Regions from separate parts of the Mus musculus genome. Here region 1 is linked to region 2. The links are chromatin contacts, called in public promoter capture Hi-C maps. All regions are on one chromosome and are shown on one strand. The core of a region is the stretch at or near the end of the contact, and the rest is flanking DNA. Distances in the headings are between cores, read along the strand shown.

Evidence for each region. Promoter capture Hi-C pulls out the DNA fragments that hold promoters and counts their contacts.
Region 1: a contact with region 2 is called in a promoter capture Hi-C map of liver, with 4 times the contacts expected there. A contact is called at or near these places in 3 of 39 promoter capture datasets (hippocampal neurons, liver and pre-B cells).

What each region holds. Positions count from the first base shown.
Region 1 is chr19:34,517,676-34,520,591 of GRCm38.p6, reverse strand. All of the region lies in intron 3 of Lipa (lysosomal acid lipase A), which reads left to right. Among named protein-coding and RNA genes, the nearest start is that of Lipa, 8.3 kb to the left of the region's middle.
Region 2 is chr19:32,179,913-32,182,788 of GRCm38.p6, reverse strand. All of the region lies in intron 5 of Sgms1 (sphingomyelin synthase 1), which reads left to right. Among named protein-coding and RNA genes, the nearest start is that of Asah2, 78 kb to the right of the region's middle.

The DNA of each region.
Region 1 (2,916 bases), core at 277-2,776, 2.3 Mb before region 2:
AGATTTCTTTTTAGGGTTTTTGTTTGTTTGTTTTTAAATGTGGGTGGTGGGGCATTTGAACTCAAATCCTTAGACTTTCACAGAAATTACTCTTTTCCCACTGAGCCATCTTCCCACTTTTAAGCAATCACTCTCATCACATGCTGAACTACCACAGTATTCACTAAGTGCTTAAGGGAAATGAAACGCAGAAATTAATCATTTATAGAGAAGTGGTTTTATTTTTATCTGCTCAGCCTTAAGGATGAGTGTTAATATTACAAGGCTCTCACTCCCTGCTTGGACCAAGAATTTGAAAAGCTTGCACCTTTAGAACATATTTCTTTGAGATCAATTCAGTCATTTCCTGCTGGAGACGGCCAAGGCAAAGGGCAGCTACTTGGGCGTTTTAACTGCAGAGGTAGTATTCCTTGAATTTAGAACGTGTCCTTATATAAGTACTGAGCAAGCTGATCCTATTATAACCATAATATAGACTTTATTTAGCTAAAACAAGGAAATACTACTTGTGCCAGCATTAAAAGGAAAACACAAGGCCAATTGACTTACTAATTGTTTAATTGGGAAATCAACCGATTACTGTCACCTAACTGGGGAATCAGATATCTCATTTGTACCTGAACAATTCTGCATCTGCTTACCTGGGGGGTGAGATTGAATTCTGGGCTGTGAAGACTAGAAACAACTACATGCAACATGAGGAAGCAGACTTCTCAGGCGTGGCCTAGGCACAGACTCTCCAAGGGTTGCCAACTGAGCCATTTGAGTCATAGGTGAAAGTTCTCATCGTGACTTGTGAGTTGTCTTGCAAAGAAAGGGCTCCAGGCCATTGTTTTGATTTCATTGGGTCTTTCTGTAGAGAAACCTTCCTTTTGAAAGAAACCACTTGTGAGTTTCTAGCTTTATTTATTCATTTAATAAATGCAGCTTTAGTAAGGGTACATAATCTGGCCCATAATTCCCTGCACTGAGCACATGTAGACAGGGTGTAGTGCATACCCAGGCTTCTAGGCTTCTGATGGTACATTGGATAGGGGATCTGTTTCAGTCTTTTAAACTCAACAACATAAGTCAAGCCAGCTGTACAGTCTCTTTGTCCAACTTTGGTTGAGGTTGGAGCAAAGGAGAAGTGTAACATCGTAGCATACACTGCTCTGCCTGCCTCTTCCCTTTCTCCACACCCCTTCCTTCTTGGCTAGCTGCTGCTAAGTGTCTTGTGTCTGGGAGAATATCTAATGTCTCCCTTGACATGCACAAGGATGTGTACACACACACACACACACACACACACACACACACAATGTATTTTAAACGGAAAATTGCAAGCAGAGTCTCCAATAGGCACAAGTACAAATGTCTGCAGCTCTGGATTGGGTTGAAAAGTGCAGCCAGGACAGAATATTAAGGAATGTGTGCATCTCCATCCATTAGATCCATAAAGACTGTTGCACCCAGAACCAGGCACCTACGGGCATATCTTCTGAACTCTCTGTGTGTTTGGTTCACAGTGGTTAAGTCAACAGTAACTCAGATGGCTGATAACAAGTGTAATTAATTACTGCCTTCCCCACAGGGCCAAGTGGAGCTGGAGCCCTGTGGAGGCCGACGTCCTTCTGGCTTCATTTGCTTTAATGTTGGTTATGCTGCTGATTAATTTGCTTTGAAAATGCTGCACCCCAAGGACTTGGCCTGTCCCCAAGTCCTTCATAGCCCTCTTAGGAGCAAAGCATTGAGATTCCAAAATATTCTTTGTTCTGTTCTAAGTCACATTTGGGGTAAAGGCTTCCCTATCTTCCAGGATCAGAGACAGCCAGGGACAAAATCTGTAGCCTTACTAGTGTTACTGTACTAAAAGCGCTAGCCTCAGGCTCGAGTGTGATGGTCTCGGTTTCCTCATCTTTTATGTGAGAAGAATGGTATCTACCCCATTCCTGCTGTAAGGCCCTTGAGGCATCTTTCCCTATGTGCACCCCTGCCAAATTCAACTTGCAGTGAATGAGGTGGGCCATGTTGTTGCCTTCGCATGGCTTAACCGATCCTAGTGACGGTCACCAGGGTTGTGGAGAGCAGCACTATGCTAGCGATGGGATGTGGGGCCATGCATGTGCTCGCTCCTGCAGTGCAGGTCACTCCCTTTCCTACAGGTAGACTTTGAAGTGGAAATGTCATGGCCTGGACTCTGATAAAGGCCACATGACTTTCTAATTGCTTTCTGCGGACAAGCCAAGTGTCCCCCCAAGCGTGAATCATCAGATGAATCATTTGGACTCTGGTCAGCCTGTTGGCCAGATGAGGATAACAAGGTTCTGGCGGTTAAGTAGTTTTCCCATGATAAACGGCTGAAGTGGCATAAAGATTCCTATACCTCGTGTTTAAGTTTCCATCCATCCAGCCCTTTATGTTAGCCACTGGGTTTGCAGTGTTGTCCCTGATAAAGTCAGAAAGCTATCTGGTAACTTACATATTAGATTCGTTGTTTAGTCTCCTGGGATCTATACTTTGGACCTAAGCCCCTTCACCTTGTTTCTTCCTCCAGATAGGCCGCACCTCATGTCCTCCTTTGGCATGTGCCTTTTTACCCTTCTACCTACTGACATGTGATAATAAAGATAGCTAGTTCTCAAGGGATCCAGGCTCCCTAGCCTCGGACTTCTGAACCATGACTTGGGAAGTTTTAAATCTCTGTTTTGTTCTTATTATTTTTTTAAATTAATTAGGCATTTTTAGTTATTCTGTCAATACAACAGAGAGGCACTAAAATCAATAGTATTTGAAATCAATAGTATTTGAACTGATTTTTAAGGCCAAGTCTTCAAAACTAGAATTAGACTATAAAAATTCACTCAGGAGCCATCATTTTGGATAACTGAAACCCAATGGCAGACTTTGCTACCAACTCCAATTCACTCTTACTAA
Region 2 (2,876 bases), core at 64-2,563:
CAGCATCTTCAGAGGCTATTAGCACCAGGCCCTTTTGGGATAGAAGGGGACAGGGCCCTCCTGGGTCTCATTTTTTTTTTTTTTTTGTATGGACACTGGTCTCATCTGTGAGGGTTCTATCATGGTGACACAATCACCTCCACAAGCCCCACCCCATTGCACGGTTACCTCAGGATATAAATGGAAAGGGATTCCAGTAGGCATGTAGCGCCATGTTGAACTCTAATGTTTTAAGGCCATCTATGTGTAAATATAAACATGTTAAAAGCAGTTCCCCTGAGCCAAACCCCATGGCCGTTAGGTAGTTTTTATTTTATGTTGGAAACAAAATATCTTTGTGCCTACTGAAAACAAAGGAAAGCATAAATATGACAACATGTGCTTTGTAAGGACTCGGTATCTTGTGGACATAATAGAGCCATATCTAGAGAACACTATGCTCAGGAAGTTGAGACAGGCTTGTGACGCACTGCTCTTTGGAGTTCAAACCAAGCAGGTAATCGTGTACCCAGAAAAGGAAAGCTTTGTCTTTAGGGGATGTTGCGATTTCCTCAGATCCTGTTTACCTTCCAGCCTGAGATTTCCCCTCTGGTTGGATTACACTGTTTAACTCAAAGCACAAGCGAGGAAGCCATCTCTGCTCTCTTAACAGATTGCTGCCCCGAGGAAGGGCGTGTGTGTTTAAGATGTTAGGCCATAAAGAAGACTGGAAGTTTAAAAGAAAATTCCATAGAAATTGTGAAACTATGACAAGTGGAATTATTTTTAGACTTTGTGAAAGGAGAAGTAGGAGAAAGAGAAATTTTGCCTTTGCCTCTCTAAGCAATAGAGTGATAATCCTGGCAACTCTGTGGGTTGGACATGGAGTAAGAGACTTACGTCACTCATTCCTGGGCCGCCTTCTCTTCAGCAGTGCAGCGTGATGACCTAAAGTCTTTGATAATTCCACATTACAAAACACATTTAATAATTTCAGTGTCTACTGGAGAAAATGTTTTTATTACAAATCTTTGAGTCTTTGTTATGCGAGGTTGTTGTGATTTCCGTGGTTAATAAGTGTGTTTCTGGATCTTGACCTTAAGCAGGCCATGATGGCACACACTTTTAATCCTACACCTGAGAGGCTGAGTCAGGCTTGGAGCCTCACTTTGAAACCCAGCCTGAACTTCATAGTGAGTCCCTGGCTTAAAACAACACGGAAAAGAACAAAAAGAAAAGGGGAGGAAGGGAGGTTGACCTTTGCCTCTGATTTGTGGGCATTCCGAGTTTTGTAGCGACACAAAGCGCTGTGTGCCAGGATATTGTGCAATAGCAGACAGTGGCACTTCATTTACTAGCATGTGACTCTCGGGAGCATTCGATAGAACTCAGTGCCCTGGGAAGCCCTGAGTGACAAGCTTATGCACTTTAGTTTTGTAAGACCAGACTATTTCAGGGGTTGTTGTTGAGAAGTGTAGCTCAGATCTGTCTGCTAAATTTAGCTTGTCACTTCACTGGGTCTTGCCTCTCACTTTCTGCCTATCACGCTGGATGAGCGCATACGTGCAGAGAGCTTTCTGGAGTGGAGTAGGTAGATAACGTGTTCGAGTGTAGTTTTATTTGGGGAAGGCACCACCTTTAGGACATCCATTTTTTTATAGCCTTTATTGATTATGAAAGTAATATGCTTATTACAAAATTTGAACTGTGAAATTATGCAGAATAAAGTCAGAAGAGATATTAGGACATAGACTCAAATCCTTGCTTTCTGTACATATGTATCTAAGATATATTACCCCCAAAGCAGGGCCGTGCTGGGCATGATGGCACATGCCTTTAATCCTAGCACTCATGAGACAAAGGTAGAAGGTTCTCTGTGAGTTTGAGACCAGGCCAGTGTTACATGGTGAGACCCTATCTTGTAAAGCCAAGCCAGCCAACAAACGAGCGAAGCATAACTGTAGTGTGTAGGACACTTGCTGAATCTAAGCTTCATTAAAACTTACAATATGGAACACCACAGGCACTTTCCATGTCCCTAATCATTTCCCAAGAAAGCAACTCGTACACAAGAGTACTAATTCTGTTCCAATTCCAGAACTAGACTATTTTCCAAGACTGGCTGGAGCCAACCGAAACCCACGGGTCAGAAGTCATATATAATCCCAGTTCTTAATTCACAAGATTCTTCCATGTTAAAGTTACCAGGAGAAAATATATGTGATTGTACATAGACAGTCTGTCTGATTTTTGTCTTGTTGTTTCAACTTCAGTTGAGTCAGGAAAGGTTTTGGAAAAGGAAAAGAAAACAAATTACCTTCCTGAACTTGAGTTTTCTGACCGCGGTGCAGAGGAGCTGAGGTCGTGAAGGGACTAGGGGGAAGTTGGACGTAGGAAACTGGGGAGGTGAAGGAACAGGGTGCCCAAAGCACTGGGTCCTTCTGACCATGCAACAAGGAATGCTAAAACTACCCAGCTGACTGGGAGTTTCATTATCTCCCGAACCACCTGTCTCCCTTCTTCAGTGCCCTCTGGCCCCAGAAAGGGGAAATGGTAGGAACGGCCAAGGGTGGAGCGGGCAAGCTCTCCTCGGTAAGGTAAACTATTCACAGAGCCTGCCCTGGTCAGCCGTGGCTGGATTCTTTTCTCTCTCTCTCCTTGGCTCATTTGCTGGTTATAGTTCATTTTACAAAGAAAACACTTTTCTTTTAGTGGTGAAGTTAAACTTTACCTCAGCCCTCCAACCCAGCCCCTCTTTGGCTGCAGACCAAAGCTGGGGCCTTTGCTTGATAGGCAAGTGTCTCCCACTCAGCTAAATTTCCCAACCCCAGATTGCAGCAATCTAACAGTAGTTACTAGTATACAATCTAGTAGTAGTTACTAGTGTACAATCTAGC